Regions from separate parts of the Mus musculus genome. Here regions 1, 3 and 4 are each linked to region 2. Evidence: chromatin contacts called from public ChIA-PET and HiChIP or PLAC-seq data. All regions are on one chromosome and are shown on one strand. The core of a region is the stretch at or near the end of the contact, and the rest is flanking DNA. Distances in the headings are between cores, read along the strand shown.

Region 1 (5,913 bases), core at 3,025-5,524, 720 kb before region 2:
TGAATATTATATACTTCCGTCTCTCTGGCTTGGGATTTGGCATCCTCCTGCCTCAGCATTTTTAGTACTGAGATTACAACCTGAGCAGTTGGACCTGATTTTTAAGAATTTTCTCAAAATCCAGAGTAAAGTGGGTAGACAGAATCTTTGGTCGGTAGACTACTGGTGGTAAAATAGGAGCTGTCCCCTATATGTCCTCCGCCCGGGGCTTCTAAACTGCTCTCTCTTTGTAATGTCCACTGCACACGTAGACGTCTTAGTTTTGATTTTTAACTACACATTCAAAGTTCTCCCTGTAAAGCTGTTACAGTCAGTTTGGGGTTTTGTAAGTCACAACGAATGGGTCGTCATAGCACTTAGCAGCTGTGTTACTCAGACTCCAGCTACATTGCTTTTCTCAGTGAAAAGTGGGAACAACCAGCGGGTTTCAGTTAGAATCGAATAAAGTGCTAAATGTGTTCTATAGTGTGTAAGACGAGTTTTCTATGTGGAAGCTATTTTTATCACTGAACATGAGACAGTGTGTGTGGGGTGGTGGTGGTGGGGGGGGGGTTTGAGTTGGTTAATGTTTGATAGAAGGTTGAGGGTGAAACCCCAGTGAAGGCACTGTTTTAGAATTGTACACTGGGGCCAATACGAGCTGTTGCCTTTGCGTTTGAGTTTTGAATCCAGATGCCCTCTGCTTGTGCTTGAGATTCTGTCTTTTAAACGTTTATAAGTTAGATTAACTCAGTTGTGTGTCAGTTCGTCCACATGTGTGTGCATGTGTGTGTGTCCACAGTGTTTGTGTGGAGTGGGGCAACTTGGAGGGGTTGTTCTCTCCAACCAGGTCACCACTGGGGGTTGAACTAAGACTTGACAGTGAGGGCCTTTATCTGCCAAGCCATCTCGCTGGCCCAAAGCTCTGTTCTTTATGCTTCAGTTTTCTCCTAAGGTGGGCTAACAACGAGGGAGGCTCGTGTGGTCTCACGTGTGCACTGATCCATATCTCGTGCTTAAGACAGTGTCTGAACATTGTTGTAATGCTCAGCTTCTGAGGCCAGCCAGTGTACTGGGGCTCTATGCAGATGATCCTCACAGCAGACTTGTACCACCGTCATCTGCCAGGTTACGGAAGGGAGCGTGATAGCAAACCTGGTTCTTGCCAAGGTTGTGTGCCTTGTGTGGCAGAGATTAGCTGGAGCCCCTGCTTCTCCCGTGCTGCTGGGGCATGCATCCTTGGGTACCCAGGACAGGGAGGGCAGCAGTGACTGTGGGCTGCTCGTGCGGCTGCAAGGGTCGTGGTGAGGGATTCACTGAAGCATCACTCCTGACAGGCTGTGCTCAGAGCCCTTCCTCAGAAGTGACCAGCTGACCCCACTGTAGAAGGCAGTGATTAGAGGTCAGATGTCTAGATTAAAGGGTTGCTTAGACCATCACATTATCCAGATGTTTTTTCCCTGTAAAATACTGTGCCAGGATTTCTGTGAAGAGTTTTCACTATTGTCACAGCAGACAGTATTTGTCACCGTTTCAGGAGTGTTTGACAGTCAGATTTTGAGCTGAGCCCTGGGACTGCAAGCTTGAGCCGTCGTGTGTTTTCTGAAAGGTTTCCGAGACAGTGTGGTCATGCATCCTCCTCTCCTCCCCCAGTGGACTGTAGTAGTGCACTACACGTCATGGCTCTAACTAGAAACACGCCATTGATTTCCTATTACATGAGCTGGCATTGTTGGTCCTGCAAAGCTGCTGATGACGTAGTAGCCTGTGAAACATTTTATCTTCAGTTAACATGGCTATTTTTTTTTTTTTTTGAAGGAAGAACCAAGGAGTCAGTATTGGAAACAGCATTTTTCTCATTGTCTGTTTGCTGTTTTCTTGCTGTCATAAAATAGCAGGGCACTGCCCTCTAACACTGATTAATAATCTCAGAGACAGAGGCAGGCTGACCTCTGAGTTCTAGACCGGCGTGGTCTACATAGTGAGTTCCAGGCCAGGCAGGATGATGATGTGAGACCCTGTTTAACAACAGTAACCTTGACACGGCCCTTACTGGATGGTTTGTTTGGTTCACAGTTCCATCAAGGCGGGGAAATCACAACAGGAGCTTAGGGGACCTGGTAGCATTGTGGTTCAGCAGAGAGGGAGGGAGGCCGAGTAGCTGCTCAGCTCCCTCTCTGCACTTAGGTCATGCAGGGTCTCAGCCTGGGAGTCCTCCTGACCACTCAGGATCGGATTGGCGTTTAGCACTGTTAGCCACCCTGAGCGGGAAGTGAAGTCTGTGATGTATCTATCCCCAGAAGCCTGCTGAGAGCATTGTAGCCCCCTGAATTTGGAGTTTGAGAGTGCTTGTGCACTGCCTCCTTGTGCTGGAAACAAAACTTCACTCCAGTCCTCTGAAAGAAGAGCAGGAGCTCTTCACTGCTAAGCCCTGGTGTATGCCAGAATAATGCCACATGCTCATCAAGGAAGATGTCCAATTGGTTAAGAGTCATAAATGGTATGAGTTGGGTGTAGAGGCTTGGGTTTTAGCAAACGTTGAATGGACATTGAATCCATAAAGGGAGGGTTTGTGTGTATGTGTGTGTGTGTATGTGTGTGTTTATTGGGACCAAAACCACCTTTGTTTTTATGTTTAAAATGACATACTTGTTTTTCCTTCAGCTTCTTAGGTTTGTATCTTTACTTTATTGAATATGGCACTGTTCATTTATTAATGTCTTTGTGAGGTTTGATATTAGTTATGTAGCGAGCCATTATTACCTGTCAGTTACATAATTCTCTAGACAGAAACCACTTAAATTGCTGAGCTCCGTGTAGCTGGTGTCACTAGAAACGTTCTAAAGTGAGTTTTACCTAGGACAACTTGACAGGAAACTGAAGCTTCCTTAACTGTAAATCACAGAACTGTGGAGCCACACTTTCTAGACTTGTCAGATACCTGTAATGTAGACCGAGGGTTAACTTGCTAAGTCTTAGATTCTGAATAGTTTATAAGACTAAGCGAACCCCTCAGAACTAAGTATCTAGCACTTCCACAGTAAGTACTTTATTTCTTTATTACAGTAGTTCCTTTGTATTTTTGTTTGTTTTTTGTTTTTGTTTTTGTTTGGTTTGTTTTTTTTTTTGTTTTTTGTTTTTTTTTGGATTGTTTGAAATGGGGTCTGGCTTGGTAGCCATCTCTGCCTCAGCCCCTAAGTGTTACAGTCCTGTGCTGTAGGGCCTGACTGGGGTTTCTTTAGAAAATGTGGTAATAGCCACAAAAAATACACCATCAGCCATTTTGAGTTGTACTGTGCACTAGAGTTAAGTACTTTTCGTATCGGTTTGAGACTGTCAGTACCATCTTTTGTCAGATCTCTTTTTATCTTGTTTTCCCAAGCTTTGTGCCCATTGAACACTTCTTCCCAGCTTCGCCAGTGACCTTTGTGGGGTTGGTTGGTGAATTGACTTCTCCAGGTACTTTCTCTGGGAAATGCTGATACGTGTTTAATCATCTGCTGCAAAGTGGTTCTGCCATTTTACTGCCTTGTCCCTGTCCCTCCCTGCCCTAGGCAGGTCTTTAATGGCACTAGAAAGAGTGGTTTCTACACCGTCAAACACCATACTTGGCATTAATTTTCCCTTAAAATATTTTAAATTAGTATTGCCTTATGTAAAATGACCACAAAATCATAGCACCACTTTCCTGTTCATGGAAATTAGAGTTTTGGGCTGTATTTAAACCAATGGAAATTTGAGTGTTATAAAAAGCTCTGTTTGAGCTCTGCATTTTCTGCTGAGTCACATGCAGATGTACTGCTTCTGTTCTCTGCTTTGAGTGTCTGAAATCTTCACAGAGCAGTGCTTAGAATCTGCAGGTAAAGAACTGCCATTGGATATTACCAGCAGTGTAATTTGCCATCTTATTTTTATTTAGATAGAGATACCTTGGATTAAGGGGTTTTGCAATGATAACACATTTGGTACTTACTAATAATTTCTTTGCATATCAGATTAGTTGTATATCGAGAACTAAGAACCATAACCCGTAAAGTCTACTAAGGAGCCAGCGGACTTAGTGCTGACCATGTGGCTTGTTTTTCCCTCAGCTATGTAGGTTTATATTTTAGTTTATTGAATGTGACCGTTCATTTGTTAATGTCTTTGTGAGGTTTGTTATTCGTTATGTAGCAAGCCATTGTTATGTGTCTGTTACATAGTTCTGTAGACAGAAACCAGTTAAATTACTAAGCAGTTTACAGCATAAGGGCTGTAAGGTCCTATGACCTGAATGCCGTACTTGATCAATGTAGTCAGAGGCCACAACACTGCTTTCTGTTCCCATTGTTCTTTATCCTGACTCACCACCGGCTTGTACTCTTCCAGCCCTAGGAGATTTGGTTTGAATTAGTGGTAATCTTGCAGTCGATCATTTGTCCACATAGGCGTGATAGCAGTGGTAATGTGATAAGGTGGTTGGTATAGGCTTACATCTTTGAGATACCCTTGATTTGGAGAAGCTCTCTGGTAGTTGCTTCTTAGATAACGGGCAGAACATGGAGTAGTTAAAAAGTACAAGTTAAAAATCAGATTCAAGTCTTTTGCTCTCCCTGCTATTAGTGAGATGACAGTCTTCTCCTTGTGTTCATCTTTGTTAAGCGTTACGTAATCAACCACTAAATTCTGCTTTACAGCATAGATGACAGCCCGTAGGAGCTGGAGTGAGTGAAGGTGAGCGTGAGGGAGTGGTTGAGCGAGCGGTGTGTTTAGTGTGTCTGCTGTGTGGCTTACTCTAAGCCTGGAAATACTTCGAAAAGTTTACCTGCAACACCAGTCGCTGCCATCTTAGCAGGAATGTTATATACTGATTGTTTTGCCTCTGAAGAAGCGAGGCCTGGTGTGTGTGAGCTACCCTTTTTGTTCTTTGTGAACTTAGCTATGCGCTCTAGAGCCTCCCCTCCAGAGGATGCCACAAGTGTTCAATTTCGCTTGTTATTCTTACATATTGTATAGGGAGTTAGGCTGGAATTTCAAAGGAAACCCTCTAGTTTAAACAGAAATACCTGGTTGCTACTTCATTCCCTCCCCCTGCCCTGATGAAATACCCTTCATTGCTGTTTCTGTAACATCTTAATCAAATCCAGATCCTTAAACACACACTGCTGGTAAACAAACCATGCCGGCACCAGGTTCAATCAACTGAGAAGAAAGGTAAAACACGAGGAACGTGGATGCCCACACCTTTCAGTCCCTCAAGCTGTGTGCCATCAGCACAAGACGCCATACTTACAGCCCTTCTGGTGGCCGCCTGGTCTGAACACTGAGCCCGCAGAATGGCTTCTTTTCACAAGTGGTTTTAACAGGTACCCAGGGGTGGTACCCTTCCACTTCATTCTTAGTGTGCAGTGCTGTCACTTGACACACACCCCCCTGCCCGTGTGTGTTCGTGTGTGTGTGTGTGTGTGATCTCTCTCCAGATCTCGCACTCTCCAACAACTTGTTCCCTTTCACAAACAGAAGTTAGGAGAGGCGGGATCTCGGCACCTCCAGCCTTGTGGCCGTGCATCCTGATGTGGCTGTAGATTCGTTTTCTAGCAACTGCAGACAAGTAACCTCCTTCATTGCACAAGCTTGAGCTCTGAAACAGCCTTAGTAACTGTTTACCCCTCTGAGTCACTAGGGATGGATTATTTCCCTACGTGCCAGAGTATGTTTGATTTGAAAAGCATCTAAAAATACCTGCTCAGTTACTTGTAAAGCAGGATGGTATGGGGATAGACATATGTGCTTGAATGTTAAGAGAGATGTAGTAAAGTGAGCAAATTTGTGCCAAAATAAAATCAAGTATGGACGTGCCTATTTGCTATGAGAACTGCCCACTGCCCACTAATCCCACTGGCCTAAGACTACACACGGCACAGACTACTTATCTGCCCCATCTTTATCTGTCCT
Region 2 (5,753 bases), core at 2,713-5,212:
CTCTAAATGGGGCTGTAAATTATGTCACTGGTATCTAGGGCTACGAATCTCAACAGCGCAGCTGATCGGAATCAAGTCTCAGAGCCAGATAACACAGGACCCGAAGAACAGGTGCTGGAGACACAGACCTGGTTACTCCTGCCCAAGTTTCATACCAAGAAATGCTCTCCTGCCCCCTTTTAAGCCATTACCAAAAAAAAAAAAAAACAAAAACAAAAACAAAAAAAAAACCACAAGTGAAATTTGGTGAAGAGCAACAAGCTATCGGAAGATTAGCCAGCCATCTATGAAGCAGATCCCAACAAAACACAAGTGGCCCAACAACAATCTCAAAACCCCAAACTATAGAATAGGACAAACCAGGCGCCAGCAGCCGGTGGATGGGCTCAGTGGAGAAAGGCCAAACCAAGGGCTCTCACGTGTTTGCGCTCTTCTGAAAACCGTAACGTTTGTAATATGAGCTCCTTACACACCATTACATGTCAGGTGTTCATACACTTTTGAAACCTCACTTTTCCCAGTGGCTACCTTAGAATCCAGCCACTGTAAGGTACCTGTAAGCGACTTGTCATATCCTGACAACAGCTGCTCATGGCCTGTACATCTTCATTGATGCTTTCAAGCTCCTGAAAGGGGAAAAAGTAACATTGACTACTGTACAGAGCATAAAGGAAAATGTCATTTTTACGCCACATCCCACAATTTTTGTTGTGTGTTGCATTAAAGATACTGGTCCAGTTATTTTAGAAGGTATATGAAAACAAAACAAAACAAAATAAAAAACTTAAACAGATGAATATCTGTTTACATATCTTAAGAACTTAAGAATAACCATATAGTTAAGAAATATAATAGTAGCTAGACCTAATTATTCCACATTTATATGTACTTCAAATTTATGTTTATATGTATGTGTGTGTGTGTTCTAGCTGTTAATTTCTAAGAAAGAAAAGATCTTAGAACAAAACAGTAAATGTGCAACAACATATGCAGGACAGTCAAGAGGCCTCCAAACAAAGTGACAGGGAGACAGTTCAGCTAACCCTGGACAGGGGGTTAGATTAGTAGCTGAGATGAACCAGTGCTTTTCAAAGATACCTACATAAAGTTAGAAGTCACAAACTAACATGCCCAGTGCCCCATCATTTCTTTTAAAAATCACTTTTATTTTCAAAATATAGGAGAGCAATTCCATGCAACAGGACGATGTTACTGTTGAGTGATGCTAGGCAGGTAGTCTACCACCTGAGCTACACGCACAGCCCTATTTATAGTCTCCATCTTAACGTTTACTCAATCACCTCCCTGTGCTCCCTGAGCAAGCCTACTGGCTACAGAACATCACAGGCCACCATAGGGAACCATTTCCTACAGACTGCGACACTGTGAATCCTCATGCACTCCATCCGACCCCAGCAGCATCAACTCGGGACCATTCCTGCTTCTCCTGTCTGCCCGCTTCCCCATCCATGTTTCCTCTCGCCTTATAAACCGAGTTATTCTCGGGCAATTCCAAATGTAATTTTATCCACGTACTTACTTATCCTCATGTCACTCAGAAAACCAAGTGTTCCTCTCCACCTCTGAGATTCTTAGCCTTCACTCAACGAGACCTAGTAAGTTTAGAACTCTTTTATCAAGTCCTCGCTAAAACCATGTTTATCACTTCCATCTGATTTCTACATTAATATGTCAGTATATAGCAACATTAACAATGTAATATTACTAGTCATGAAATATTACACAATAAAGAAAGCACAACATAATAAATAACATTGATCTTCATCCCATGGTTGAATAAACCACAGTCAAGCATGTTGAATTGTTATTCATGTTGAAATAATCACCTTGACCTGAAAATTATATACCTTAGGAGATAACAAAAGTAACCCAGTACTAATTAATTTCCAATGAAGAAGTGATCACCTCAGGTAGTGCATTAAATGAGATAATATCTCCTCTGGAAAACCATTGAAAAAATGTGATTTTTTTATTAAGAAATTACAATTCTTAACATAATTTCTCAAAATAAATATTGTAAGTTTTTAATAGAGGTAAAGAATTTAGAAATGACAATAATTCAAATAAAAGCTTTTAAGTTGGCTTCTAGTTGACCAGTACATTATCAGATACATTGCAATTTAATTAAAAAAAGTATCAAAACACCAAACATATAGCTCTCCATAAACACTAAAAGAAGTTACATACCTCCTTCACGTCTTTGAAGATGTTTACAAACTCCTCATTGATGGCTAAGCTTCTGCGTTCAATATCACCACGTAAATTTCTTCGAGTCCGCAAACTATTTTCAACAAAAAAGGCTGAAAGGGCCTTGAGAGCTTCCAACATCTCCTGCCGAAGTGACAACAGAGGGACATCATTGGGGCTGACTTTTCAGTGGTTTCCTGATATCCAGCCAAAACTCAATAAAATTATTTTCAATTGACTTATTTCCACTAAATGACTCAAAAAGTAATATCTGACTTAATTAATAAGCAGTAAACTTACTTCCAGGACACAATTCACAGTCTACTTACATATAGTTATATATGTAAAGGTAGTACACAACAGAATTGCTTTGAACTTTAATATATTTGTTAATTTTTACAAGAAGGTAATTCCCGTTTTTCATTTAACTTTATTTTACATCCTGACCAGTTTCCCCTCCCCTACTCTCCTCACAGCCCCTCTCCCCTCCCTCCATTCCTCCTCCATTTCTGAGAAGGCAATTCTTTATGTAGTATATGTTCTGAGAGACTGTAAGTGAATTGTCAAAGTGTAGAAAGTTATAGCACCAAGTATCATGAGATAAAAATATGTACATTTATACTGGTTTGGTGCAAAAGAAACTGATTTTAGTATGCCAATTATAAATCAATAGCTCAAACACCTTTATTAATTAAAACAGAAACCTTTACAATGGACACATTTTTGCCAATGAGTTCTGGATTCTGTGAACTCTTAGGGAGCTTCCAGTTGTTTGTGAACGTGTTTTTTCCTGCACAAAGTTGTCAAGATGCTTGAAGAAGTGAGAGCCAAAGTCAGATAAATGCAGGCAAAACTTTATAGCTCGATTCACTCAAATTGCAAAGAGTGGCTTGTGTGCCTGGCAGTTGGGAGTGCTGGAGAAACGGGTCTACTATGTTGACCAGTCCTTGCAGCAGGGTTTGAAGTACTGTGGTTCACAGGGATTCAGAAAGTTTTATTCATCAGACCCGCAGCAAATTTCTCAAATCAGCGACCATGACGTTTTTGTTTTGTTTTGTTTTTTCTCGCTGTTTTGTGGACCTAAGGTCCGCTTTGAGAAGCGCTTTGTAGTTTCTTCTTGATGCTAACACTGGGCTTGTCATCCCAAGCTGTCCTACTCAGTATGGCTTTTGGTAGCATGTCACAACCCTATCTAGCCCAGGGCTTTATTTATAACTCAGCATGTTAATGTTCTGTTTTTGACACACAGGAGTCAAATTCTTGTTGACAGCTTATTTTTACTTACTTCTATCTTTACCCACGTCTTTACGGCTCCCACCTTACTGTATTCTTTTGTGCCACGTAGGCACGGCTATACCTGGCTACTCAAAGCTGCAGGGGAGACAGCCAGCTCTGATAAGAGCCGCGAAGTACTGCTCTAGACGGTTAAGGGGAGGGCGTGCGGGAAGGAGTTCAAGTAAAGGACACAGCAAGAGCGCAAGGGCAGGGCACAGCTACCCCAAAAAGCGCTTCCCTACGCCTAGGACAGCAGCAGCTTCTGCCCGAGACCAGGGGTCCGCCCCGCCCCCTCCGGTTACCTTGTCATTTTCTAGCCGTGTCTCCAGGATCTTGTGCAGCTTACGCGACAGCGGATTGTTGGGCTGCGCGGGGGTCGCACCTGCCCCATTACTGAAGCCATTGGCGGCCCCGGAGGCGGGGACCGCAGCCACCTCCCCGCTGGCGTCAGCCATCGCTGACAGACCCGGCGTAACGGAAGCACTGCGCTTGTGCACTCACTCGCGCATGCGCACACCTGGCCGCGCATGCGCACCGCGATCCGAGACGCTCTACCTGCCCGGTTTACTTTAAAATCCTGGGAGGCGAGGACACGCTCAGAAGAGATTGGAGGTTGTCTACAAAGTGAGTTCCAGGACAGCCAGGGCTATACAGAGAAACCCCTGTCTCGAAAAACTAAAAAAAAAAAAAAAAAAAAAACAAACAAACAAAAAAAACCCAACAACAACAACAACAAAAAAAAGAGGTTGGAGGTTGTAAAAGAGACTTCAGGAATCTGAATCTTGAAAAAAAAAGCCAAAGTAATAATGTAAAATATGTAAAGTAATAATGTAAAGTATATGTAAAATATGCCGAAACCAGTAGCTGGCATGCATGCATGATCAACAGAACTGATTGCAATTAAATTTCGTTTATCTGAATTCATCATTCTGAAAAGCATCAATCGAAGCTAGAGTATTTGCCAGGGCTGCTGGTGTGCACTGACATAAATAATAAACAAGACAGTAAACAGAAGGCAATGAAGAGACAGAGGAAAGAAATGAAATGCAGGCCAAAGTGGTTACTCAAGAAGGCTTGGAAGGACCTGGCCTTTAATTTCAGATTTAAAAGAGACCTAGAGCTGTGAGAAATCTCCAAATAGGAGAAAGCCTACATGTAAAGGCCCAGAAACAAGGAACTTTGCATTCTCACAAACTGACCAAAGGCAGTGTAGCTGGAAAGCAGTGGGCAAGAAAGTGTTTCTCCTGTATGCATGTGTGTATGTGTGTATGCATGCATGCATGGATGTGCACTGTATACATGCAGTCCCAGTGGAGGCCAGAAAGGGCGTCATGTCCCCCTAGAGCTGGGGTTATGATGGTTCCAATCCGGGGTCCTAAGAACTGAACCTAGGTCTTACACAAGAGCAGCTGTGCTCTTAACCACAGAGCCATCTCTTCAGCCTGCGATATCACTTTTTGATTTACAAAACACGGTGACAATTATCAATAATGGCCATACTGTGATAGTGTTAACTGATCTTTTTTATTACACCTGCAAGTTCAGATTCACATTATCGAGCTAGTCTTATTTATTGGCAGTTGCTCTGTGGTAGCAACTCTCTCGCCATAACATGTTACTGGGCACAGGCACCCAAAATTTCAAATCTCTATATACTAATTCCTGCAATCTTCTTTAATCCTTTTCAGCTACTACAGCAAAATGCTCTATACTTGGTAGCTTACAAACAATAGAAATTTATTTCTGATTGTTCTGGAGGATGAGAGGTCCAGAGTCAAGGCACCAATGGCCCTGGGTTCTGCTGGGGTCCCTTTCTGTGTTCATGGATGGACATGTTTGTGCTACTAACCTCATCTGATAGATTGGAGGGATGAGCTGGCTCTCTGAGAGCTGTCTTATAAGATCATAACTAACTCGCCCTCTTCATCTAGTCATAGCTCAAGGTTCAGCCTCCAAACAGCAGAGACCAGGAATTCTGTGTTTGCATTTTAGGGAAACACAAGCATTCAGACCACAGCACCACTCTTCCAAGGATGTCAGACCTTGTAAACCTTATCAACTTCTATATGCCTTTTATATTCTCTTCAAATAACAACTTTCTTGCTACCACTTCTTTAAAATAATTGATTAATTCCCCCATGCAAAGTCTATAGCAATAAAAATGTATAACTCCTAAGTTCCTCATGATATGTAAATAAATAAATAAATAAATAAATAAATAAATAAATAAAATTCTGACATTTTTGTTCAGTATTTGCATGGGCGGGGGC
Region 3 (6,240 bases), core at 1,707-4,206, 900 kb before region 2:
ACAGATACACTCAGAGGTTTGTCTTCTGGGTGATTCTAGGCCCTATCAGGTTGCCTATCAATATTAACCACCGTCATTACTTTGGGGCTCAGCCTCCATACTGAGACACCCTGTTGGCTTTCTGGGGTTTATTTATTTATTCTAATTGAAAATATGATTTTATATAAAATCATGTATATATATATATATATATATATATATATATATATATATAATCACAGTTTCCCTCCCCCAACTCTTCCTGGATCCTCTACCTCCCTACCCATCCAAATCCATACCCTTTCTTTTTCTCATTAGAACACAAACAGGCATCTAAAATAAAATAAAATAATTGTATCCATCCATTCTGAGGATCTGTGGACTTACAGACTCATTAACCACTTAGCTGCTGTTCCTAAGCACATACGTGTGTTCACTTGTATGTGCACATGCGTGGAAACACACACACACACACACACACACACATAACATGACCACCATTTACCATTTATGTGTCTTGCTGAAACAAACTAAAACTACTTCTGCCTTCTCCTGGACTGCTGCAGTTGTCTCCCATGCAACGGCTTTCTCACTCTGCCTCTTTATAAGCAATTGTCGCACGCACTTGAGCCTCAGCAAGCCTTCTCAGAGGAGTGAGGTCATGGCTGTCCTCTGCTCAGAACCTATAGATGGTTCCTATCTCATTTGAACGGAAGTACCATTCCACCTCCCTGGTTCCATTTCTTACCATTCTTTTTCCACATTGCTTCCCAGCCCCTGGCCTTTCCCCATGACAGACCTGGGAAGGCCATGTCCCAGATGTGCATAGTCCCAGATGTCTTCAAGGTCCAGGCCTCACTCCCTCAGACATCTCCCTGCTACCCGCTCTGAACATGTATTTCCTATCCTTGGGCTCACATTTTATTCCCAATCATAAGCACACCGTATGCCATCTGTCTTCTGCCCTAGTTAGGTTTCTACTCCTGGAATAAACACCATGACAAATGCAACTTGGGGAGGAAAACAGTTGATTTTGCCTTACAGTCCCTCATGGAGGGAAGACGGGACACGAACTCCAGGCAGGAACCGGGAAGCAGGAACTGAAGCAGAGGCAACGAAGGAATTCTGTTTATTGCTTTCCTTTCCGTGGCTGGCTCAGCCTGCTTTCTTAATCAACCCATGAACGGCTGCCCAGGGGCGGCCCCAGTCACAGTGGGCCAAGGGCCAAGTCCCCCCCACACTAATCATTAATCAAGAAAATACTCTCATAGGCTTGCTTACAGGCTACTGTGAAGGAGAGAATTTCTCATGAAGTACTCTCTACCCAGATATGTCTAGGTTTGTCTCAGGTTGGCAAAGGTCAATCAGTCAACATGTCCTTTGAACCCACTTCTGGAATGGGGGGGTCATGAAAGTTGCCGGTTACCTTGTTTCTCTGGCCCCTGCACAGAAGCAGAGGCAGGCATGTAGGATGGGCTACTCAGGAACAACTCCTGCCTCAAGTCTAGGCTGAGTTTCTTTCTTTCCACCCAAGGACATTAGACACTTTGGGTGGAATGTTAGCTCATTTTTATTGATCGTGCACTACTTATTGGGCACTGTGCTACATATGTTGAATAAGTTAACTCATTTGGTTCACACAACTATGGAGAGGGTATGTAGCTTTCTCTGAATGAGGAAACCGAGGCAAGGTCAGAAGGTGGCTGCCAGCCCTAACTGACTCCAGATCTGCACATAACTGCTGGATCTGCAGTTGGAAAGAATTCCTGCAAAGTCATTAAGAAACACCTTTAATCCCAGCACTTGAGAGGCAGAGGCAGGCAGATTTCTGAGTTCGAGGCCAGCCTAGTCTACAGAGCGAGTTCCAGGACAGCCAGGACTACACAGAGAAACCCTGTCTCAAAAAACCAAAAAAAAAGAAAGAAAAAAAAAGAAACACTAAGATGGGACATTCTGGGGAGACAACTCAGTGGGAAAAGAGGGCTAGTGTGTAGCTCTCCAGCACCCATACAACAAGCTGCCCATAATCCCAGCATGCAATGCAATGGTAACTCTGTCTTCAGTGAGCGGCCGGGCCTTAATACAGAAGGTGGAGAGTGGTCGAGGAAGACACTGGTTGTCAACCTTAAACCTCACATACATGCACATACATGTGTACATATATGCCAAAAATAAAGGAAGAAAAGAAACACTGAAGAACTTTAAGAATTGAACAAGATTTATTCCCTAAATTTTATTTTATTTTTCAGGGATTAAAAATAGCTCCCACCATGGAGAAACCCACCCACTTACATCCGGGATGCAGAGAACAAGGAGCGCCATGCAGACGTCAGCTCTCTTCCCAGCTCCCACTGAGATGCCACTAATAAAGCAGTTTAGTGGAAACCAAGGGGCTAAAGGTGATGACATGCACACGTATATGCCATAAATGTGCTTGGAGTTATAAAAGCCCATTTGAAGATGAAGGCAATTCTTTTTACCCTTGTGAATTTATTCGAGTTCATATCCACAAGTTATTCTTTAAGCATCTGTATAGTTCCAGCATGTTCTTTCATTTGCTTCCATCCTTACCTATCAGGAATTGGAGCTACTTTGTCACAGCAGCGTGGAGAAATCTGGGTTCAAATCCCAGTCCCAACATCTTTGCATCATCTTGGCTAAGTCACTAGCAAAAGGAAGTATTTGTGGTCAGTGAAGTTGAGCTTATAAAACTATTTGTGATTTTTTTTCTTTACTATGGTTTTGTAGGTAAGATAAACTTTGCGAGTTTCACTTAGCTGTCAAGAGCTTGCTCACATTCTAGTGTTTTGAAAGAAGGCAAGTTGAGTCAACAAGTTTCAACTTGAGTGCTTAGTCCTCTGATGAAGTCATAGGGCCTTCCACTCACAATTAGACATCATAATAGAACTATTAAAAGAACTCCAATTGACGAATCTGTTGCTTCTTTTTCCTTATGAGGCTCTCTGGGAATGCTGCCCATACACAGATAGCTCCTTTGGCTGTCTTCCTGTGTCTTTCAAGCCCGTTGAACCACGTTCTTAAGTACTCATAATGGTCCACGGGGTTGCTGAATTCGTTTATAACATGTCAGAAGTAAAAAAAAAATGCATTACTGATAGACTCATTACACAGTATAGGGCCATCTCAAAGGGTTCCACATGGACCAAATATTCATGGTATTTGTGGGCTTTTTGCTACTGTTACAGCAGGAGCTAGGAGGAGTGCTGGTCCCGCCTGATGACAGGCATTTGAGCTTGCCTAGCCATTTAGCTATCTATATCTCTTGTCTGTATGTGTCATTGTTCCGCTCCAAAATAAAATTATTTCTCATTAGTAGTGCTAATCAACAATAGCAACAACGAAGTTTTCTTCACTTGGTATAGATCTAAAGAGGAGGAGATAGGGACCACTTAGGGAGGAAGTGAACATGGGGAGAGATCCTGTTATCCTGCTGTAAGCACTTCGCTAAAGTCAGAGAGACAGAGAGAGAGGGAGAGGGAGAGGGAGAGGGAGAGGGAGAGGGAGAGGGAGAGGGAGAGGGAGAGGGAGAGGGAGAGGGAGAGGGAGAGGGAGAGGGAGAGGAAAGGGAAGGGAGGAAAAGAGAGAATATACAAGAGTATGAGCTACTTCCTGGAAAGATGTTTGAACAGTGTTGAAAACACCCCCCCCAAAAAAAAAAAAAAAAAAAAACCAGGATGTTAATCCAGTGTCCACTGGACTGACTTTATAATCACCAAGGAAACGCACATCTGGATTTGTCTATGAAGGTACGTCCAGAGAGGTTTATATGTTTATATGAGGAGGGAGGACCCAATTTGAATGTGGGTAGTAGCGTTCCCTCCCGGGGGGCGGGGGGCAGGTTCCAGGCAGAATGAGGAGAAGAGAGTGAGCTGACACAAACTTTCATCTGCCTTTGCTTCCTGCCTGCAGATGTCATGTGACCAGCCAGCCACCTCAAGCTCCTGGACAGTAGTTTCCCTGTTAGGACTAGCTGTACCCCTCCAAACTGTGATCCAGAATAAAAAATGGCTCTTGTCATAGAGATGAAAAAAGTGACTACTATGAGAAACATAACATCTGACCAAAACGGAGATGTTAGCGTGTGGTTTGTAAGAAGCCCATCCCGTGGCCCTCCTTGCCTCTCATTCTCTGCAAGGCGGCTTTGAGATCGACTGCCACTGTGAGATGCAGTCTTCTAATCTTTCAGAGGTGGCTCTGGTCTTCATAAGGGCTTTTTGAGGACTTTCGAGTCCTTTGAGATCAAGGACACACACTGAGGCCCAGCTCCTGATGGGGCAGAACTAATAAAGTGTTCTAGTTAAAAACCAAGGCACCCTTGGGACCCACGGAAGCTAAGCGGCTGTGTTCTGAGCGTGAAAGGAGCCACTTGGCAAGTGGCTTCTCTCAGAGAAGAGATCCGATCCTCAGAGAAGAGATTTGGGCCTTTTACTTGGAGTATGAGGCGCTTGCTCTCTGCTGGTCGCTGCTGAAGACAGTTTCGCATGGCTCAGCCAGCTGTATTCCGGATATGCAGAGCTCTTCCACGCTTCCAGGTAGGACCCACGCAAGGGAATCAAGACGCTGCCAGCCTGTGCCTGAAGTGAGGATGCTCCAGTGTGAGACGGGAAAGCCCTACCACAGACACATCTGTTACGGACCCTTCTTACTGGGTGGAATGATTCTTACACAACTAACATAAAGACAGTGAGTTGGCCCAATGGGAAAGAGTCCTTGGTGCCAAGCCTTGGAACCAAGTTTAATCCTTGAGACCCATGTGATGGGAGCAACTGACCCCCAAAAGTTTCTTTGTGGCTTCCACATGCCTGCCAGGGCAGGATACTCACACGTATACATAGATACGCATACAATAAACAATGTTTAAAAACTAAAAATCAAGTTTCACTGTCTCAAAACATAAAGGTTTAAACTTTGTCTATTCCTTCCTATGAATATGGGTTGTTTTTACATGATTGAGAAATTATTCATAGAAATTAACAGCAACAAGTGCATAGTTTTCAGATAAAGTCCATATAAAAAGAACAGGTTTTAAAAAATTGAAAATACCGTGCAGCGGTGCCGCATGCCTTTAATCTCAGCACTTGGGAGGCAGAGGCAGGAAGATTTCTGAGTTCAAAGCCAGCCTGGTCTACAGAGTGAGTTCCAGGCTAGCCAGGGCTACACAGAGAAACCCTGCCTCGAAAAACCAAAACCAAAACCAAACAAAAAAATTTACATTATTTGGAATAAAATATCAGCAAAAAATAGAGGTCGAAATTAGTGATGAGGGGTTCACACAGAAGGAGCACAGGCAGACAACAAGGAAGAGAAAAAAGTTTTGAGTCATGATAGATTAAGAGGTTCCAAAGTACATCTATAGAAGATTCCAAAGGGAAACCGGCATAAGTAAGCCCGAAGTAGCATTTAAGGAGAAAACGGGCAAGAATTTCCCCAAACTGAAAGCCCACACCAAATCCCAAATAGTAGATATAGGTCCACACTGCCTGGAAACTGGAAAGCATCAACAGCAAATGGAATCCTCAAAGGTCCTGGAAAGAAAAGGCAGGTGGCCTACAATGGATAGCAACAATGTATCAACAATGTATCAACATCAGCATCAACAAGTAGAATAATTATTCAGACTGCTATAGAAGAACAGTCTCCAATCTGCCTGCATAAGAACCACAACTCTCACTGAGAAGACAGACAAAAGGAAGACCTGGAAGCATTCCCCATCCCCCCAGGCCATTAAACGAATACCTTGAGAGTAAGTGTCGACTTAGCACCTCAGGCAACAGTACAATGAGGCTGACACAGTTTTCAGCCCATGTTACAGTCAGAACACCGAGGCACAGACAGACTGGGTTCTCAGAGCTGGTGAGGACCACGATTTGAACTGGACAGGCTGGGAGATGCAGGGTGAAAGAAACAACGGTAGGAAAAGAAGTCGATGAAGACACATGGATGCCGTTTAGTTAACCATAGACTGAACAGGAAGATCAAGCTTTGCTCTATAAGTCGCTAAATTATGCCTCTTGGTGTGTTTAAGGAGATGGCAGTAAAGGGTAACGTCAAAGTTCTTATGGGAACGCACAGCAGGGCATGCGGATGCACAGTCAAATCCCAGCATTTGGAAGGTTAAAGAAGGAGGATGTTGGTTCAAAGCCAGCCTGGGCTACATGGCAAGACCCCGTATAAGTAAGTAATAAGTAACCAATAGATAATTTTCATGAACATTTAAAAGTTATAGTTGTATATCTTTAA
Region 4 (6,292 bases), core at 973-3,472, 620 kb before region 2:
CTATCTCTAGTTAATTAATGAGAAAGAAGTTAAGTTAAAGTGAGCAGGCTAGACTGATGCCATGACAGGTTTCAAATTGGCAGTTCAGGAGACAAGGCCTAAATCTCTATTTCCAAGAACTGGGCAAGTTCACACCTCAGAAGCTGCCATGCCACCTGGCCTGAGGCAAGGACAATGGGTCAGCAGCCATTTTCAGACCTCCTCAGTTACTTCCACAGCGACAGTTTCCAGCCCCCAAGCCCTGGCAATGGATTGTCCCTAGAGATGCAGCAAGATATAGGTTACATACCCTGAATCCCCTAATGTGCTTTAAATCAGGCCTGCGAGCTCATTTGGTTGTCTCTCTATCTCAGTAATGGGAGGCCCCCAGCATGCTGGACTTCTGCAGAATAAAACACTCTTTGCATTTACATACTATTTGAGTCCGGAGTATCCTTCTCCAGTGAACCATTGACCCTTACAAAAGGACTTTTTGACTTTGACTTTTTGTTACTGGGTAACGTCAACCGTTGTCAGTCTGGAGGTGCTGATGCAAAACAGAGTGAAGCCCTTGTGTTGTTAACATGACATACTCCAGTGTCTGAGGACTCACCTAATGACTGCTGCAACCACCAATCTAGGCAGAGTCCCGTAGGCAGCAACCTGGGTCACTAGCAATTGGTCTTAGCTTTGACAGCATCAGCTGGTTACTTAATTCATTAGCCGCTCTCCAGAACTGAGTTTGTAGCTCAAACTTGTTTCTTCCCCCAAATTCACCAAATTCAACAACACCCTCCTTACTCCCCATGCCAGTTCTGTTTGTTTTTTGTTGTCACAGGTGCATAGTTTTACTTCCGGTGCCCAGCCTGTCTGATCTATAACCTGGGTCACCTTTTCCCTACCCTCATACCACTGGCTCAGACTCCGTGCTTCAGCTTCTTCTCTCACTCAGTCAGGTCTTCTAGAGGATTCCAAACACTGCCTGTCTCTGCAGTGTGGCCTGAGTTAACGTACAGACAGAATTAGGAATGCTCTTCTCTCCCTCAGAATTGTCCTCGTCCTCATTTTCAACATCTTGAAACTGGCTGGGATGCTCGCCCCCCCCCTCCCCCAAGCCTCTCACCCTATAATCTAGCCATGGGTTTGTTCTTATTACTGTCGGTTTGGGCTTCTGTTTTCCCCTCTACCTGCCTTCCCTAGCTATGGAAATCCGACCCTTCATTCAGTAACAAACACAAGAGCCACCTCTTCCAGGAAGCCCTCTGGGAAGCCTCCTAAGAGAAGTCAGTTGCTTGGTCTTCTGTCCCCTCAGCCCTTCCTCGGCATCTTCAGGCATCAGTCAGGCGTGTGTTGGTCTGGCCACTCTGCTGGCTGCCAGATCAGAGGACAGGAGTGCTGCTCTCATCTCCAGTGTCAACAGATTGGCTCTTAACTTGCCCCAGGCCTGGGCTTATCTGATAGCCTTGTGGCCTCAGTTCGGAGATGTCCTGCAGTCCTTAGTCGCCCCCCCCCCCCCACCTTCCAACGCACCACCCCCCCTACCCCTTCAGAGGGTGTCGAGGTTTCCCTAGAAACTGCCACTTCAAAGCCACAAAGGAAAAACAAAAATCTAGCTAAATCAGGCAAGGCGGCTTCCTTCCGAGGATGCCTTCCTGTGCTCCTGCACCTGTGCGTGGCCTCCGGTCAGATTTTGACACGAACCAGCAGTTGCACTCAGAATCACCCAGGGGAGGTAAGGGTGCCCAGAGCAGGTCGACAGAGAGCTGACTTCTGCCCCCAGCCCCTCTTGGGAGTCCTGACTGGAATGGTTCCCTTCTTAACTGCCTTGAGGGTGTATGGTAGTTCTGCCACCTGGAGGGTGTGTCTTTCCCTATAGGCCAGAAACACTTTAAATCCTCACTCTGCCCTCTAGAGTGACCTGGTGCTTAATTTTCAATTTTTTTTTTTTTTTTTTTTTAGCGTTGATGGGGCTAGAATAATCCAGGGCTGACAGTTCTGCCCCCGACCTACCTCTGCAGGCTACAGGCTTTCTTTTCTACTTTTAAATTTTCCAGGTGCCCCGGGTTGCTCTTCCCAGTGGGAGTCCTGCCTTAAATCCTAGGCCATTTGCATTTTCTCAAGGACCCTTTGTGGCAGGTAGGTCCTCGCCTCTTGCAAATGACCTTGAATAACACTGCCCTCTGCACTCTTTCTGGCAGCCACAGGAAGAACGTCCTGCCCGCTGTGAGTCTGGGGCCTTGGAGAGCAGGGCAGGGAAAACAAACAGCCTGTCCTTATTCGTCCATTACTGCAGACCAGTGGATTGGGCATTTAGGATTTAGATTTGCAATTTGTGAATTGATTAAACGAGGAGACTTTACCGAGTGGCTCCCAAGGGCGCAAGTCTTTCATGCCTCTTTCACAGATGAAGAATCTGAGTTATGACAAAGTTTGGCGCACTCAACTCCCAACCAGACTCCCCCTATGGGCTCTTTATTCGCGCTGAATCACGGGCCTGACTGTCGCCCAGAGCAGAGAGGGCGTCGCCTGTGGCTGGCGGATTTTTACTGCTTCCTTTTCATACTTCTGTCACCTCTGTCTGATCTCAGTCCTTGCCTGGCCACTCCTGCGTGCCCCACAAACTTGGAAAACCGCTGCCCTTTTCTCAGCCATTAGCTAGCAGGAGAGAGGCGTGCTTCCCGATTGAGGGCGGCAGCCGTGATGGGGTGGGGATGGGGCCGCTGAGAGGTAGCCTCCGTTCATCAGGCCTGAGCCCACCGGCTCCCTCACCAGGCCTGCATCTCTTGGGTCTGGTGAAAAGAGAAGGGGGTGGGGGTGGGCGTGGAGCCCTCCTGGGAGGCCGATCCAGGGGCTTTCTCTGCCTTAGCGCTGTTGTCTGGGCTTGCCAAGTCCCACGAGTTGGCAAACTCTCGGAGAAGTGCTTTCAAAGCCGGCCTTCGCCCTCCTTGGCAGATGCCTCAAAGCTGTCTTGCTTTGCTCTGCCTGTGCCTGGGAGTCTGTACAGGGCATTTGTTCACACGCCTCAGTGGGGACATCCCTGGAAGAGGCTCACAGGCACAGTGGGAGCTCAGCTGGATGACCCTTGAGGCAGGACCACTTGGGTGGGCGTCAGGAACTGGGGCCAGGTGGCTTGGGAGGGGCAGAACGCCAGAATGGGCGAGGGAGGTGCTAGAAGTGTTCGCTCTCCTCGGGAATAGCGTTTAAGGACTGGGAAGCATTGCCAAATAGTTAACTTTTAGAAGCTGTAGGCAGGGCACTGAAACTTTTTCTATTTCTGTTTTACTTTAGTTATCCTGTTTGATGCAAAATCATAAATATCCCAGGACATAGAAATGAGTCCTCGGGACCAGACAGAATCGAAGATGGCCTTGGAATTTACTGGCCTCAAAACGTTTTTCTAAAGTTTCATTTCTGGACGTTCACAAAACTTTAAAAGTGAGGCTCTTTGAAAAAGCCAAGCACAGGTGTGGCACCTTTAATCCCAGCACTCAGGAGACAGAGGCAGGGGTCTCTGTGAGTTCCGAGGCTGTTCTAGGTTACAGTGAGTTCCAGGGCAAACAGAGCTATATAGTGAGAATCCTGTCTTAAACAACAGATAGATAGATAGATAGATAGATAGGCTGGCTGTTCCATGTTACAGTGAGTTCCAGGGCAAACAGAGCTACATAGTGAGAATCCTGTCTTGAACAACAGATAGATAGATAGATAGATAGATAGATAGATAGATAGATAGATAGATAGGCAGATTAATAGGTAGATAGATGGTCGGAAGATTATCTGATGCTTATGTGAACAGAGCCCATCCCAGACATCACAGGTAATAGCCCAACTAGGGTTGCCAATCAAAATGCCAAATACCATTTCTGCTTCTAGAAACACAGAGCATTTGGGCTGGTATGGCAGTACAATGACAGTGTCAGCCCCATGGGATTGCAGTAACAGCCAGCCCCATGGTAACACAGTGACAGAGAGCCAGGCCATTCCTTGTCTCTGGCAAACTTTTTAAATCGAGTCCCAGTGAACTTTTGTTGAGATAAATTAACAACAACAACAAAAATTAAAATCTTACCAATGATTTTTTTTTTCTTCTGTGCATTCTATTGTAATGGGAAGACCACTCAGACTCTAGTGAATCGAAAGTCTGGCGGGTACTAAACTCAGTTACGCAGGGTCCACATGTAGCTCCAAGTATTTAGGGTAAGGGGTTTTTTAAGGCAAAAACTACATCCTGCTCTCTCTCTTAGCTACAGGGGAGGTTTTGCACAAGCAAGCAGTTTAACAGAAGCTAAGATAAATTAGCTGGGGCACCTTGACCTTGGGTTCCTAGAATAAAGTTGGGTAATTTTCCATGGGATTCTCCATCCAGGAGATCCAATCTAGTTAAACCTAAAATGTCCTCATCATGAATACAAGACGGAGGACCCTCTGCACCTCTGGCCTGCCACGTTACCTCAGGAAAGACTGACCTGGCAAAAAGGCTCCCATCAGTGCGCGTGCTCATTAAGCAGAAAGCCAATCTTCCTCCCTAAAATGTATTTTAAAAAACAAGTCCCCACAGTTTTCCTTGGCACTGGTCCTCTGTGGCTAGGGTGTTAGAATTTTCTTCTAGTTTTACTGAATAAAAGTACATGTTTCCCCCCAAGTTTTCTTTTGTTTCAGAAAAGATAACTGACTATTTTCTTCAGGCACCTGTCCCCAACAGACTATGGTCAAAATACAGCACCAGCTAAGCCTATTCTCACCCTTACTATCAACCATTTTTAACTGAGATATTTAATAGCACAAGAGTACTCTTAATTTAATTACATTCATCTTTTAGGATGCCTTTCTTGACTTTGCCTATTTATTTATAAAAGATGTTCATAAAATATAATTGAACTTAAAGTTTGTATGCAATTACAGGCAATTGTGAGCCACAATGTGGGCGCCAGAAATTGAGCCCAGTTCCTCTAGAAGAGCAGTCAGGGATGTTAACTCCTGAGCCTTCCCTCCAGTCCCTTGGATGTTTTCCATACAGCATAAAAGTAAATTTTATTTAAAAATAATTTAAGATTTAAATTTAAATTTTTTATTTAAAAATTTAGTTCATTTTGCATGTGTGACCGGTTTGCCAACATGACTGTATGTGTGTACCTCGTGCATGCATTCATAGATCTACAGATGTCAGAAGACGGTGTCAGATTCCCTGAAACTGGAGGTATAGATGGTTGTGAACCATCATGTGGGCACTGGGACTTGAACCCAGATCGTCTGCAAGAGCAACAAGCATCTTTTTTTTCTTTTTTTAAAAAAAAAAATATATATATATATATATATTTTGTATCTGTCTTCAGACACACCAGAAGAGGGCATCTAATCTCATTACAGATGTTTGTGAGTCACCATGTGGTTGTGGGAATTGAACTCAGGAGCTCTGGAAGAACATTGAGTGCTCTTAACCCAGTGGTTAAGCCATCTCTCCAGCCCCCCAACAGGTGTCTTAATACCTGAGCCAACTCTCTGACCTCTTGACTGCTTTCTATAAAGCATAGAAATCAATTTTATGTTGATCTTGTCAAAGGTAAATTGATAAATGATTTCTGGAATAGGAAAAGAATTTTGAATGATTACTGCCTTGAATAAGCACCCTGCTCCAACCAGTAAACCAAATAAGAACAAAACACCTCTGCTGCTTGTAGCCTACAGTCTCTACATTTTGTATTGGTTTCGTGTCCCCTTGCCCTGCCCTTACGTTGACTTGCTTATTATATTTCAAACTTGCTGTTTGCAAGGAATGTCCAAATTGGTTTGCTTCTGTCTTGTATTTACAAAGAAGGCCATGGGGCCAGTTCACAAGCGAGCGGCCCTGGAAAGACAATGTCCTTTCCTTCCTGAGGCAGATATTTCAGGATTGGGGAAGCAGGGTTTCCTGTGTTCTCACAAGGGGCTGAGAAAAAAAGAAAGCCAGGGCAATTTCAGAAGGAATTCAGCCTGGGCTAAACAGGAGACATGCTTTTGTGCACAGCTCTCTCCTACAGGGAGAGACCTGCCTAGCCTGGGGGCTGCAGGCACAAGAGGAAGTAAGGCTACGATTGTAGCCCGGCATTTCTCTGGAAGCCTGATATCCAGGGCAGGACTCACTGGAGGTCAGGACTTCCTTCCCTCCACCCATCTCCCGCGCCAACCCCCACTGCTACAAGCTTTGATCACACAGCAGTTGTGTCTTCTGTCCTCTTTCTCACCAAAGAGCATCAGGAACTTTGGCTCCCTCTAGAAACGTTTATGTAGTTTGTACTGAGTTTCCGCCTTGTTTCTGTGTTGTGCAAAAGGCAAG

The links. ChIA-PET counts read pairs in DNA pulled down with a chosen protein or histone mark. HiChIP or PLAC-seq counts read pairs in DNA pulled down with a chosen protein or histone mark.
Region 1: a contact with region 2 is called in an RNA polymerase II ChIA-PET map of memory CD8 T cells, with 5 times the contacts expected there. The contact joins the enhancer-like site here to the promoter of Cog6 in region 2. A contact is called at or near these places in 3 of 39 promoter capture datasets (the HPC-7 cell line, cranial neural crest and embryonic stem cells) and 7 of 115 datasets of contacts at active chromatin or transcription factors (bone marrow-derived macrophages, double positive thymocytes, embryonic basal ganglia and 4 more).
Region 3: a contact with region 2 is called in an H3K4me3 HiChIP or PLAC-seq map of craniofacial prominence, with 6 times the contacts expected there. The contact joins the enhancer-like site here to the promoter of Cog6 in region 2. A contact is called at or near these places in 5 of 39 promoter capture datasets (the C10 cell line, hippocampal neurons, liver and 2 more) and 1 of 115 datasets of contacts at active chromatin or transcription factors (craniofacial prominence).
Region 4: a contact with region 2 is called in an HNF4G HiChIP or PLAC-seq map of pancreatic cancer cells. The contact joins the enhancer-like site here to the promoter of Cog6 in region 2. A contact is called at or near these places in 4 of 39 promoter capture datasets (the 3T3-L1 cell line, hippocampal neurons, pre-B cells and 1 more), 1 of 484 Hi-C or Micro-C datasets (uterus), 2 of 115 datasets of contacts at active chromatin or transcription factors (memory CD8 T cells and pancreatic cancer cells) and 1 of 9 other capture datasets (embryonic stem cells).

Annotation. Positions count from the first base shown.
Region 1 is chr3:52,292,142-52,298,054 of GRCm38.p6, forward strand. The region is part of intron 1 of Foxo1 (forkhead box O1); the gene reads left to right. Among named protein-coding and RNA genes, the nearest start is that of Foxo1, 27 kb to the left of the region's middle. Within about 2 kb of position 4,275, at least 49 of the 459 cell types and tissues checked have an H3K27ac peak or open chromatin away from gene starts, as enhancers often do. A contact at or near this core is called in memory CD8 T cells, where this site is marked.
Region 2 is chr3:53,013,261-53,019,013 of GRCm38.p6, forward strand. Cog6 (component of oligomeric golgi complex 6) reads right to left here and starts at 3,963. Exons shown (of 19, transcript NM_026225.3): 1 at 3,786-3,963; 2 at 2,209-2,352; 3 at 555-626. The coding sequence starts at 3,938.
Region 3 is chr3:52,118,220-52,124,459 of GRCm38.p6, forward strand. No RefSeq gene overlaps it. Among named protein-coding and RNA genes, the nearest start is that of Maml3, 16 kb to the left of the region's middle. Within about 2 kb of position 2,957, at least 7 of the 459 cell types and tissues checked have an H3K27ac peak or open chromatin away from gene starts, as enhancers often do.
Region 4 is chr3:52,398,804-52,405,095 of GRCm38.p6, forward strand. No RefSeq gene overlaps it. Among named protein-coding and RNA genes, the nearest start is that of Gm38537, 65 kb to the right of the region's middle. Within about 2 kb of position 2,223, at least 211 of the 459 cell types and tissues checked have an H3K27ac peak or open chromatin away from gene starts, as enhancers often do. A contact at or near this core is called in embryonic stem cells, hippocampal neurons, memory CD8 T cells and 3 more, where this site is marked.